Linked DNA regions of Mus musculus: region 2 is linked to region 1. A link is a contact called in public Hi-C data. All regions are on one chromosome and are shown on one strand. The core of a region is the stretch at or near the end of the contact, and the rest is flanking DNA. Distances in the headings are between cores, read along the strand shown.

What was found. A called contact is a pair of places that touch in the nucleus more often than the background predicts.
Region 2: a contact with region 1 is called in a Hi-C map of regulatory T cells, with 4 times the contacts expected there. The contact joins two enhancer-like sites. A contact is called at or near these places in 2 of 484 Hi-C or Micro-C datasets (adipose-derived mesenchymal stem cells and regulatory T cells) and 2 of 115 datasets of contacts at active chromatin or transcription factors (memory CD8 T cells and thymic regulatory T cells).

Annotation. Positions count from the first base shown.
Region 1 is chr2:173,449,424-173,456,438 of GRCm38.p6, forward strand. No RefSeq gene overlaps it. Among named protein-coding and RNA genes, the nearest start is that of Gm14642, 58 kb to the left of the region's middle. Within about 2 kb of position 2,913, at least 125 of the 459 cell types and tissues checked have an H3K27ac peak or open chromatin away from gene starts, as enhancers often do. A contact at or near this core is called in memory CD8 T cells and regulatory T cells, where this site is marked.
Region 2 is chr2:174,336,753-174,343,956 of GRCm38.p6, forward strand. Gnas (GNAS (guanine nucleotide binding protein, alpha stimulating) complex locus) reads left to right here. Exons shown (of 12, transcript NM_010309.4): 3 at 1-39; 4 at 4,901-4,955; 5 at 5,058-5,177; 6 at 6,448-6,545. Among named protein-coding and RNA genes, the nearest start is that of Gm30189, 13 kb to the left of the region's middle. Within about 2 kb of position 2,394, at least 20 of the 459 cell types and tissues checked have an H3K27ac peak or open chromatin away from gene starts, as enhancers often do. A contact at or near this core is called in memory CD8 T cells and regulatory T cells, where this site is marked.

The DNA of each region.
Region 1 (7,015 bases), core at 1,663-4,162:
CAGCTGCCTTTCTGTAAGCTCCCCAACTGCGGGGTTTGCCCTTAAAATCTGGAACCAACTGGAGAGGCTGCTTCCCACTAATCTGCTTGGGACCGTCCCACCAGACAGCCGTTAATAAAGACTCCATTTAACATATTCAGGTCTCTCTCAGGAGTTTTTCTCTCCAGGTACTTCATAAAAATATCATCAAAGTCTCTAGCCCAGGTGCTATCACTCCCCTCAGAAGCCTCCTGAGTGAGGCCTCTGTAGTCCACGTGGTTCTCAGCACTACTGTTTTCTCAGCTTCGCTTACAACATTTGACTGCTTACCTAGTCCAAAATTCCAAATCTGGGCACATTCCTCCAGAAAGCAGTTACTTTTCTATTGCTGTGAAAAGACACCGTAACCAAAGCAGATAGAAGAAATTGGCACTTACTTAGGGGTATGGTTTCAGAGGGTTAATAATCTATCGCAGCAGACAGTGTGGCAGCAAGTGGCCAGCATAGTAGGTGCTTCCAATGGGAGCTCACATCTTGATCTGCAAAGGGGAGGCAGAGAGACGGAGACAGGGACAGGGATGGGACAGGGACAGATACAGACACAGACACAGGGACAGACTCAGACACAGGGACAGGGACAGGGACAGAGAGACTGAGGATGATGGGAAGTCTTTTAAAATCTCAAAGCCTGTTCCTAGTGACATGTCTCCTCCAACAAGATCACACCTCCTAATCCTTACCAAACAGATCTACCAACTGTAGACCAAGTATTCAACTGTATGAGCTGCAGGGAGCCATTCTCATTCAAACAAGCACATCAGAGCAAACCCTTTCCCCCTTCAGTTGTTTCTTGTCTGGTGTAGGTTAAGCAACAACAACAACAACAGAGCACTTAAACAGCGATTGGAAACGGGAACATGACCAATCCTAGGCAAGCTGAGGAGTTATGAGGGAAAGAACAGCCAGAGGCATCTGGAAGGGTCCAGGCCGAACCGGATCATGGTCATGATGGGGATGGGGGCAGTGGAGGGTGGCAAGAAAGGAAGAGAAGAGCCAAGAGGGAGAGGAGAACCAAGGGGCCAAGAAAGAGCCTGCCAGGGCCAAGAGAGGAGCCAAGAGACCAAGGGAGCACCTGAGAACCAAGAGAGTGTACAGCCAAGATGGCTGAGTTTTATGGGAATCAGAGGAGCTGAGGGAAGGGAAGGGGAGGAGAGGGGAGGGGAGGGGAGGGGAGGGGAGGGGAGGGGAGGGAAGCTTAGCCTCTGGGCTAGAGAAGGGAGGGGGCAGGATGGAAACTTCTGGGAGGAACCACAGGCTCTGAGCTAGGCTTGTTTCTTTAGGACCTGACAGTGAGTGCGGGCAAAGTTTTAAATGCACAATAGAGGAGTTCTGTGGGTGTAACAAAGTGTTGATGGAAACGCAGATCAGGGATGGAAACCCAGGACCACAGCGTACACAAGGAAGGCAGTTTTGTATTATTAGGGAAAAGAAAAATGAAGTTCCTCTCTTATTCATTGAGTTAAAGACACACGGTGAACAGCACAGACATCCACATCCACCCAGTATACTGAGAACTCCCAAATAAATTCCCTCCCAACCGTCCCGGGGGGGGGGGGGAAGTCAACTAAAGCCAGAAACATTCGTCCCGTTGAAAGTGTTAGCAATGGCACTAAACCAGCTTCCCAGTGCGGCTAGCAGGAGCGTGGGGGATCCCTGCCCAGAAAGGGAATAGTCTTAGACGATGGGAGAGGTGAGTCTTTATCGTGCCAGCTTTAAAATTTTTGTTACAAATTTAAAGAAAAGGTTTTAAAAGATTTTTTTTCAAAAATAAGTAGGAAATCTTTTAAGTAAGCCAGCAGAGGCCATGGGCCATAAAATTTAGAAGGTTTCTGGAAATCTCCAAGATCAATTGATGGTCTAAAATTTCGAATTTACTTTCTTATGCCCACATGAGGAGAGTAGTGGCCACCATAAATACAAGGCCAACATGAGCCGTTCATTTAAGCTGGTGAGCTGCCTCATAGCCATGATCAGGATGCGCTCCCTGGGGCTGGAGAGAGCAGCTGGGTGAGTGTAACAGGCACTCAGACAAAATGGAGTTACTGTGGGCAGCTCAGCTCAACTTTGCTTTAGCTTTGGGTTGGTCGCTGCTCTATACACTTTCTATTTATTCTTGTGGCGTGTGTATGTTGTGTGTGTGTGTGCATGCGTGCTGTGTGCGTGTGTGTGTGTGTGTGTGTGTTTGTGTGTGCATGAGGAGGCCAGAAGAAAGCATCTGGCATCTTCCTCTGTCACTCCCTACCTTATTCCCTCGAGACAAAGGCTCTCATTGAACTTGGAGCCAGCCATTTTCCTGGCTGGCCTGGCTGGACTACTGTCCAGGCTCCGTGATTCAATCCCCATTGTCTCCTCCCCACACGGTGTTAGGGTTACAGGCAAACCCAGCTTTTTACTCCAATGTTGAGAAATCTGTGCCCAGGTCCTCATGGTCGTCTGGCAAGCACCGTTACCCCCTGAGCCCTCTCCCAGGTCCCCCATAAGCATCTCAAGTATATTTGAACTAAATTGACAAAGAAACTGCAGCTCACACACTAAGGACCTGAACTCATGACATAAGTAGTTTTGAGTCACCCACTCCTTCGAGGGAGACTTGCGGCTAAAAGAGGAAATTCATTTCCATCGAGACAGGAGAGTTTTTATTCCTGTTGAGTAATCTAGATTCTGTGGAAAATGAAGCGAGAGGCTGAGGTCGCGCTTAATGCTGGCTTGCATCATGTGATGCATAAGGAAAATATTTGGGATCGGTTTCTGGAGTGGACTCGTGGAGCACCATGGCTACAGTGGTTAAAAATCAACACAGTTTACCGCACAGCACGGGCATGAGTCACCCTGAGTTTATAGATGCGCCCGCTCTGAACCGTGAAGCCATGTCTTCAGCCACCCACCCCGTCCTCCCTCTTAAAGATGAAAGAAAGGGGGAAGGAAGCAGCTTTCTCACACACAAGCAGTTCCTGGAACTGGAGTGACGTGGGTATGGTTATACATTTCTAAAATTGAAAACTTAGTCAAATACACCCAAGGCTCACACACAACGAAGTGCAAACAGCTAAACTCAAATACGCAGTTAAGGATGAAATGCACACTTGTAAAACATCGTGCCAATAATTCTATTATGCAGAAACGACAGTATCTTGAACATAGACACGGATTAAAATTTAACTTTGCCTTTTAAAGGTTTTCTTTTTTATCATGACAAGATCTTCCTGCGTAGCCAAGGCCACCCTTGAACTTGTAATCCTCCTGCCTCCGCTTCTCAAGTGCTGAGATTCAATGTGTGTGTGGTGACCATCAAGCTTGAGGCTTTGCCTGTGGCTTGTCTTCATTCTTATCCCGCAGCAGAGAATTGCTCTGTCTTTAGTCTCTGGACGTAAGCTCAAGTCCATTTTAGTAAAAGTTGCAAGGCCCAGGCAACAAGTCTAATTCTGGCCAAGTTTAGTGTTGAAAACACATTCATTTCTGGTACCAAAACCCAGGGGAAACTATATACAAGCCTTGAGCTTTCGTAAACCTTCACAGGTCAGGGCCAGCCAGCAGAAATCTGCGTGTCCTGGAGGTGACACCAGAGAAAGAAACCACAGCCTTTGTGACCTCGTGTGGCCCAGTGTGGGCTTGTGTGAGAGCCAAGGCCTATGGGGTAGGTGCAGAGATTTAGTTGGGGGTCTGATATAGCTCAAATGAAATTTAAGAAATGAAATGTATGAAGACTAGTTCAAACTCATTGTAAAGTGAGACTCAAATCATGGACATGTTAATGTAGATCTTTGGCAAATTAGGGCCGTGCATACATTCAGATACCCACCAGACTGGCCTTGAGCTCAGAGATCCAACTGCCTCTGTCTCCTGAAATACCCAACTCTTTGCCTCCAACTTGACTATTTCCCTTAGTGACTGTTTTGTTTTAATCCCTGACAATGCAGCCACTTATCACCTGATCCGTTACGTTGCTCCGTTTGGATATTCATTGTTTGACTTACCAGATGCTCTGATTGGTGTGTTCTTTTTCACACGCAATGCAGAACATTTAAAGACACGGCTTTCCCTCTGAATGTGGCTTTGGCTGCTTCTAAAATGTTGCTGTTGCCATAAATTGATACCCCAAATAAGCTAAAATGTAATGTTTTGCTATCTCCTTGATCTAAAACTTGTTGAGGAGAATTTGTTTTAAAACTGCCTACTGCAACTACCCAGCGATTAGACAAAGGTTAATTAAATTGTGGTAAAATTCACACAGTCACTGCACCGTCATAGGTGAGAGCCAGATGATGCACACTGTATTGAAGGTGATGTCCCCGGCATAGGTGAAATACACATACAGCTTTACTGAGTAGCCTAGAGTGGTGTCCCTGGCAGCTGAACTCAGCAGCCTGGGGGTGCAGCCTCTGGAAAACGGTGCTGGCTGAGATGTGGAGCAGAGCGCCCTCTGGAGGTAGCCTTGAGGGAGCGCATCTGTGAAGGTGCACTCTGGTGTGTGCAGACCATCTTGTACTGTGAGGCCCACAGACACAGACACCATAAGGGTGACGATCTGGGTTCCTCCATGAAGCATCTGTGTTAGTTTCTTCCTGCATCGCAGTGGCCAAGCAGCAACAATAAGGGACTTGAAGAGAGGTTTATTTTGACACACTGCGTAGCTCTCAGCTGTGACTTCTGTCTCACGTCTTAGAGGAACTGGAAGCAGAGGCCATACAGGAAGTATATCTGGCCTATGACCCTCAGTGCAGACCCCAAGTGGTTCACATTCTCCAGTGAGGCTGCACCCTCTAAGGTTTCCACAGGCTTCCTAGAGAGGCTTCAGCATTTGGGGACCGAACATTCAGACACACAAGCCGTGGGGGACATTTCCTAACCAACCCATACTGGCATCGTTAGCAGAGAATCTGCCCTGTGACTTTCTCTCTGAAGTCCGTGACCATATCCTCCCTGGCTGGAGTAATTGCCACTGTGGGCTCCCCAGAGGGTCATTCCTTCCTCCTCTCCATCCCAACAGTGACTCAGAAAGCTTAGATGGATTCAAACACACACCGCTCCCAGGGAAGCTGCTGCCCACCAGCTCCGGGGAGACTGGGGTGGAGATGTGGCTCGCGAGCAGCTGTGGCCAGTTTTGATGGTTTCCTTTCTTGATCCATGTTTAAGCCCACCTGTTGTTCTTTCCGAGAAATCTGAGATTCAAGGTGAGTTGGTGGCATCACGGGTCCAATCTGGCCTCAGGAGAAAGATGTCTATTCTCATAGAGAACTAGGGGCTTCTACCTCAGTTGCCCTGGCTCACAATGGTTGGCATGAAGATGAGGGGGTAGCATCCCAAAAGGTACACTGGAGGTGAAGGACTCACTGAGCGCTTTGAAACAGGCCCCTTGGAGGGGGCATCCATTTATAGATATGAATGTGTGTCTGTATGTGGGTGTGTACACAAGAGTGCAGTGCCCAAAGAGGCCAGAAGAGGGCATTAGACTTCCCTGGAACTGGATTGACAGGCAGTTGTGAGCCTCCATGTGGGTGCTGGGAACTGAACTCTGATCGTCTGTAAGACCAGCCAGTGCTCTCATCATTGAGCCAGCTCTCCAGCTCCATTTTAAATTGTGTGGTTTCTCTTTTTCTTTAACTCCTGGTTTCAGCCCCTCCGAGGGAGGTTTTCCGCTTGTTGTAGCTTGTTGTATCCCACTCTCAAACCAAGCATGAAGCTCCGTGCAGAAGCCGTCCTATGGACCGAGGGATGGGGGCATCTCCTCTGAAGTGTTTGCATTCATCCTTACTAAGTGACATTTATTACACCACCTGCTTATTCGATCTGTGAAGTCTGAGAGGAACATCAAAGGCTGTCAGCTATCACTGTGGCTTCAAAGAAGCGTCACATTAGAGCCCTTCTCCTGCAAGAAATAGTTAGAGGGCCAAGTTCACAGCCACCATGTCGTCTTGACGGTTTGTGGGTTTGACAAAGGTTGAATGCACATTTCGACGGTGGCTTATGTTCATCCTGCATCCTGCTCACTGAGAGAAGCGCATATCTGTTCTGCCTGTGTTCTTCTTCACCGCCCCGCTCACCCTCTGTCGCCTCTTGCTCTGGGGTGTGTCCCTGATGGAGAGTTAGCACTGGACCTTTTCTCTGAGAGTCAGAGCAGAGGACTCTGCCTTCCATCCGATGCACCTCGATATCTCATCGGAGCTCCCGTTCACCCTCTTTTGTTGTTGATGGCGTTTGGGGTTTTGCTTCGTTGAATTCAGCTGTGTTTCCCTCCCTATTTTCCCCTGGATTTGGATCTGACTACTGTGTCCCTTGAACAGTTCCACCAACATCTCTAAGCCCGGATGAGTCTGTTACGGTCAGAACTACTCGGTGACCAATTTCTAGCCTGCTGCTCCTGCCCAGGCTAGCCCTCTGGCTGCTTCCTACAGAATAAACAGTGTTCATCCCTCGCCAGTCTCCTCTGTGAAACTGACCGGCTTACGGCTGCAGACACCCCCCACCCCTGCCCCATCATCACCTCTCTCCACACAGCCACACAAGGGCGGGGACCTGTCCTTCTCTCGAAGCCTGATGTGGCTGCTGCAGGACTGGGGCTCAGGCACTTCATCAGTGGGTATTCTGCATCTGGCTCTTCACCGCCTAGGTTATAAGAGATCTGGAGGTTCAGCCCTAAGACTGCAGTGTTTTTTATTGGTTTGTACAATTTGCTCATAGAATAAGCTGAGGTAAATAAAGTAAGTAGTAAGTCCTGATGTGAACTTAAAATAACCGGTTACATAATCGCAAAGCTAGTGCAGCTGAGGCTGGAGAGATGGCCCAGATTAAGAGCACTTACTGCTCCCGCAGAGGACTCGAGTTTGCATCACAGCTCCAAAAAGATCTGGCGCCCTCCTGTGGCCTCCATAGACACTGCACTCATGTGCGTGAATCCACACTCAAGACACAGACAAATACACGTAATTAAAACATTAATTTGCAGGGTTAGATTGAACTTAGATTTGCCTCAAACTAA
Region 2 (7,204 bases), core at 1,144-3,643, 890 kb after region 1:
CGAAGAGGACCCGCAGGCTGCAAGGAGCAACAGCGATGGGTAGGCACATTCAAAAACAGAAAACTCTTCTAACAAACAAAACAAACATGAAGACCATAGCGGGGGAAACTGAGGACACAGACTGGGGAACAAAGCAGAGATCATCCCAGGGCCATCAGCCATCTTGGTGTGCATTTGCAAATGACGTGTCAACAAGTAAAGTGCAAAACAGAGAAGGTTTTAAGAATAACTAGATACAGCCGGGGGAAGGTTAGCCATTTCGGCTTCCGATGAGAACTTAAGATTTTGAGTCGATGTTTCCCATATGGTCTTTATTTCCCCCAGTTCTCCATTTAAACCAACAGACTTGCCTTTCAAAACTGCTAAATTCTGCCCACACAATGGTCAGTCTGACTTTAAGTTTTCAGACCTATTTGGAAAAAAATAATCTTAACTTATTTCCTCAATTAAAAAAAAATATGCCTAATGCTGCAGCCCTTAGGCAGCAGGCCGTTGACAACCTCTGGCCTTAGAAATTATTTAAAAAAAAATTTAACTGTTAATGCAAGGCACTTTACGTTACCCAGCGAACAAGAGCATTTGTGACGGCACCCCACTCATTATCATTGTTTATTATTTTGCTTTCTCATCCCCACAACCATCTCATGCCCACACACATACGCACACGCATGCCAGACATCCATGCAGCTCCATTCGCGCTCACTAGCATGCAGGATGCAGGGGCTGTTTCTCATGTCAATCCATAGAGCAGCTTCCAGCCTAGAACATGGACGAGGAATGACTTCTGAGACCGGGCACGGGCGGGTCAAAGGATCTGGGGGTCGGGGACAAAGTGACTGACACATGTTTGTTCATCTGTTTCTTTTAGAGTCTATTACCCCCACTAGATGATGGCTACAGTCCTCCATCTTCGCTATGTCCTACCCCAGTTATCCCAATTTGCATGCTGGAATTGCCCGGTCTTAGGAAACTACTAATAAGAATACTATTCTGTTTTCCTGGGGATGGGGGGGGGTGGGGGAGGGGGGAGGGGTCCCTAACCTAACCTTTAGGCGTAAGTTAAAAACAGAAAGATGGGATGAAGTCTTTAATTGGCAACAGCATAGTAGAACAGCAATCAGAAAAGGCATCGATATATTGATAATCTACTGTACCAAAAGTTGGCATCCGAGAAGTGTGGCAAGCCCCTACTGAGAGAGCCTCCTATATATTGTGTGCTGTGCTAACCCCTTCAACCTTACTAATACCTGCACGTCTTTCTTCCTATGACTCTACAAGTAAAAATAACTATTAACGCTCCTGATAAATAAAACTCTCTGCATGTTTCAGCAATCCCTGTATCTTGCGTCTGTCTTCTGTCTGCTCTTTTGTCTGTCTTTTCCCCACAAGCACAAAGATAGGGTAGAGAGGAGGAGGATGGGTATCACATAGCCTTCCCTTACCACTTAACAGGAGAGGGGCAGGACCTACTAAACAAAATGCTAACCCCACTAATCTGCCTTACACTTTGGGGGGGGGGAGCGGGGAGGGGAGCATCATCCTATAGATACCGCCCACTCCAACTTTCCAGTCAGTTAGAATCCCGAAACCGGGCACACATCTTGCCTCTGTTAAGTAGTTTAGAGACATCTAAGGAATTTTCTCTGAATTTCACAATCAACGTTAAATTCATTAAGCAGTATTACAAATGAGGATAAACCTGCTGGCCCCAGCAAGATGGCTTCATCTACATAGTAATCTCTTCAATGAAGAGGTTTGTTTTAGTACTACACGCCCGAATTAGATTTTAGATTTTCTATTTTAGCTGTTTTATACTGGATACACTCCCACACCTATTCACATACGTAGATGAATGCTGAACACGTTCTCAGAATATCTGTATTTTAAGACTGGAAGCTTTCCAATTATCATACTACTACTTAGAACGAAATATCAAGCTGAATGGAGACTCTTCCCTGGGGAAATGCTTCCTTCTACCTGTATGTCGACGGGGGTAGTTAATACCCAGCTAGCCTCATTTCTTTTTGTTATGGGGCCTTAAAACCAGGCATCTGGGGCTCAGTACCAATGGCAGGAAGCCATTTTTTAAAAACAGAGTAGATTAGCCCCAAGGCAGGATAGGGGAGGCTCCTCTGAACTCTCCATTAGAGTACTGGGGGCATCAAACACATGCTTCTAGACTCCGACATCTATAGCTAGTCCCAGAGTCTAAAACCAACTCAGAAATGCATAACTTCAGAGCTGAGCTTCAACGTGCGCCGCCCCTCTCACACCGTAACAGAATCAGCCCCTCTGAGGGTGGGCACGCCGTGTCTCTAAAACACTGGGTGGTACCTGGAGCTTTAAGAGTCTGTGGGCCCCAAGCAGCTTTTGGGTGTGTACAGATCCCACATCCTGAGTGCTTGCCCCAGCCCCAGGATAGCCCCTCCTGCCTGCAGTGGCCATGGGGACTCAGGGTTTCCTCTTGCCTTCTTTTCCTGTTCTGAGTGGTGGGCTTGCTCTAATTACAGTGTGGAGCTAGAGGCAGCTTGCAGGGGTTGGGCTCTGATTTTCCCACTGTCATGGCCATGTCAAAATCCTGGTAGCCGAGCTCTCGCCCCCTCCCTCCTGTTGAGAACACCCCCAACCTCTAAACCTTGCAGGCCCTCACCTAAGAGATGGACACCAATAAAAAATATATAGTGAGATCATTCAGAACACAGGGCCCCTCCCAAAATACACAAGCCTGCATGGAAAGAAAGCCCCAAATATCAGCTATGATAAGTCTTTGTTGAAAGAATGGGTTCTTTGGGTGTGGTCCTATTGGTGGGCATGAACATGACCCCCATATTCCCACTCTATTGGCAGGCACTCACATGGCCTCAGACCCCCAACCAATTTGCAGGCATGCACATGACCCCAGAACCCCACCCAACTTACAGGCATGCACATGACCCCCAGACCCCCACTCTTGGTGGGTACCCCAGAAACCCCCAGATCACCACTATTGGTGGGCACCTCCAGATTCCCATCCCTTTGGTGGGTATCCACATGATGCCAGACCCCTACTCTATTGGCAGGTATCCCCATGTCCCCCAAGTCTCCACCCTATTGGTGGGTATGCACATGGCCTCACGGACTCCCACCCCATTGGTGGGTATACATATGACCCCCAGACCCCCACCCCATTGGCAGGAATGCACATGCCTCCCAGACCCCTACCCTATTAGGAGATCTACATGCCTCCCAGACCCCACCCCATTAGCAGATATCTACATGCCTCCCAGACCCCACCCCATTGGCAGATATCCACATGATCCCTCAGACCCCCACCCCATTGGCAGATATCCACATGACCCCCAGGCCCTCACCCCGTTGGTGGGTATCCACATGACTCCCAGAACCCCACCCCATTGGCAGATATCCACATGCCTCCCAGACCTCCACCCCATTGGCAGATATCCACATGATCCTCCAGACCCCCACCCCATTGGTGGGTATCCACATGACCCCCAGACCCCCACTCCATTGGCAGATATCCACATGATCCTCCAGACCCCCACCCCATTGGTGGGTATCCACATGACCCCCACTCCATTGGCAGATATCCACATGACCCCCCAGAACCCCACCCTATTGGCAGGTATCCACATGCCCCAAGATCTCTACACCTCTGTCAGGCACATGGCCCCCCAGATCTCCACCTGAGGCCTGCCTGCCACCCCTCCTGGCTATAGTAGCCTCTGGTCCCCATCTTGCAACTTTACTAATTAATTTTCTACCCTGTTCCATGGGGAGGGGGCGTGATTTAACTTTCGCTATCTTGTGACTTCAATTTAATGTCAGTAAAAGCACCTCTGCCCTACCTCTGTCACTGCCACCTAGTCCTCTACCTCAGTTTCCTTATCAGAAAGGGTCTGTTCCTCTCCAATGCCCTGTTCTGTGCTACCAGGCCTCACCCTGAGGGTGCAGTGCATGCTGGTCTTCTAATCCCCCATTGGCCATGCAGAAGATTAGGCTCAGACAAAATGGAGTCTGCTCCAAGCAGGGAAGTGGGGCTTTGCTGCTCCCCTAAGTACAAGCTCGAGATTCTCTATGGCTGTGCCTGGCATATAGGCTGTCTCCTAAAAGACACAGCATTTTGAACCACTGTAACCTCCATAAATTAGCATTCCTTCTGGGGGGGACACCATCCACCCCCAAAACCAGAAGATGTGACCTGTGACCTGTGGGATCGCTGACTCTGACTGCATACAAATCATCCCAGAAAGGCCACAGAAGTTATCCCAGAGGCTGGTTTAAATAAGCAAACATCTAGCCAACTCCTCCTCCAGTATCCATGAACCCAATGCCCACCAACAATGTGGGGACCCAGGACTCCTAGCCACAACTGGGGGCCTGTTCAAAAGTGCTGTGAGCCACAGAACCCCAAACAACATCTTCCCTCCCTGGTGACAGATGCATAGATACTTAAATAATTAGATCTACAAATATGGAAATGGAAAACCCTAATATCAATAATAAACACTTGTCACCTCTGGGTCTCACAAACTACTGAATCCCAAGTTCAGCATGTACTAACCCTACCTCCATACAACCCTCCCTGTGCTAATCAAGAGCCACGCAGGAAGCAGCAGGGTGTGGTTGGAATGGACAGTAGACCAGGTGCAATTTCTGGTCCAGTTAATCAAGATCTCGATGCCATGTCTCTAACCCAGCCTTATCAGGCCTGTCCTCAGGACATGATTGGGAAATTATGATTTATTTTTATTTGGATGCCTTCAATCTATAGATCTAGCCCACAATTCCTTGGAAAACAGAATACTATGCTTTTTAGTTGACGTGTCTCAATGACGATAACACCCTGGTGGGCAGGATGCAATATGATTTTCTTTTTTTTTTCCTTTCAATCCCACTGTAGTGAGAAGGCCACTAAAGTGCAGGACATCAAAAACAACCTGAAGGAGGCCATTGAAGTATGTGTCTAGCTCCTTGCTCTTATCTTTTAGCAAGCCCCTCGCCCCACGGTGCTGCCCCCCCCACCCCCACGCCTGACCAATTTGCTAAACTGTTTTCAGACCATTGTGGCCGCCATGAGCAACCTGGTGCCCCCTGTGGAGCTGGCCAACCCTGAGAACCAGTTCAGAGTGGACTACATTCTGAGCGTGATGAACGTGCCGAACTTTGACTTCCCACCTGTAAGCTCCACCCTAACCCTGGTTTCCTCTGCCCCTCTCACCTTAGTCCCAGTGGGAACACGAGGGCCAGACTTGCATCAGGCCAGAGTGACCAGACACATACCTGCCGTGTGAATGCATAAGTTAACTCCAGGCATATGCCTAAGACTAAAGGATGATAAAGACATGATTAGGGCTTTGTCCAAAATGGATGAACAAAGTTCCATCACCTTTTCTAGACCTCAACCTAGTCCTCCATTTATCAGATAGTGAGTTTTTTTTTATGGAGGAGAGGTCCTGAGCTAAGGCAAGCTCAATTATTCCCCTCATACACATGAGGACAGACAAAACCACATGTTTGTTACACATGGCACACAAGTCCTAATTGTCCAGTTAATCCAGCCTAGTACAAATATGCACCTTCCAATGTTCAGATCTAAACATAAATTACAAAATGGAACATTATAAGAAAAAAATTGTTCTCATCAGCCCTTTGCCGGGAGCCTGACCCTCTTGACAAGGGTCTCTTGGCTTTCTAAAAGCTTTTTTTAGAGAGGGTAGAACTGCCCTGCGTCAAGCATATGTACACTTTAACCCTTCGTGGGGGGAGCAAAGATTTTTAAAGCCAAAAGAAGAGACTTGTCTAAAGTTAAGAAGTCATTGCTGCCTCTTCTTAAGCTTTTGTGGGGTTTGTGTTTTTTAGATGGGTTTTGGCTACAAACTTGTGAGAAAAATTAGTACAGGCAGGTACATTAAAAAAAAAATAGCTGTTGATTAAAACAATAAGAACAACAGCAACAGCAACAACAAAAACCAACCCTCCCAACAGGGAAACACAGCATGGATTCTATAGTCATCTGATTCCCATGATTCACAGAGACAAAATGGCAGCCTACCCACAATGCATCTGATGTCATTGACATCTGCTACTCTGATATCTGGACAATATTCTAACCTTGGCCCATGTCCCTCCCACAGGGTAGTACATATCCCTCCTGTACACATAATTCTAGGGGGAGTTTACTCATTTGGTTTGCTCCCACCCCTCACAAGACTAACAGAAGCAGCCACCCAAGACTGTGAGCACTCCCCAGAGATGAAAGCATGCTAATTCATTATATAGATTTCTGGGAGTTTAACAGAACTGCAGGCTCTTTCCAAGCGCTGGTTAACCCGGGGGCTCACACTTGGACTCACATAGCGAGCGATGGCCTTAGAATTCCAGGGGTGGGGTCCCTGATTGGTTTGAGCTCAGTCTGTCAGCCAACGTTTTTCCTGGGTTCTCTTTCAGGAATTCTATGAGCATGCCAAGGCTCTGTGGGAGGATGAGGGAGTGCGTGCCTGCTACGAGCGCTCCAATGAGTACCAGCTGATTGACTGTGCCCAGTAGTAAGTAGCTGTCCCCCCATGGCAAAACAGAAGCTCAGAAGCCAGGAAGCTACAAACCCACCAGTAGTCAGAGAGTTCCAGTCTGGTTCATTTGTTTTATAAAGCTTTTAATTGCACTTTATAGACCACTGATACTGTTTTACATAAACAATTAATACCTGCTAGAGCAAGGCAAAATACTTACTTGTAATAAAGTGGTATAACTCACGGATATGAACTCTAAGCATTTAGGGGCGCACACAGTGTAGCAAACACATACTGGCCTCCTCATATAAAATACACAGACTTTTTATTGTTCAGTACCTTATAAGGCACTTCAGCTTCATGATGGGAGGGGGACAGTGACCCTTTCCTAGGCTCACTCTCCCATGGGGACTTGTTGCTACATATATAGCATGTCATGACTTAATACACACAGTTATATATTCTTTCAAGGAACTGAAAAGCAGCCCCACAGGCCCCAGCCCCCACACCTCCTCCAGCAAAGTTCCTGATTTTTCTCAAAAGTTTGTACTAAAAGCTGGAAGCACTAATTATAGAAACAGAAAACAAATGGAGATCCTGGAATTGTTTGTGATTTGTATTTTGGATCCAATTCAGGAGTTAAGTACAGATACAAGATGAGGAGGCTCAGCTACCCGGTAGGGAATTGCTGGGGT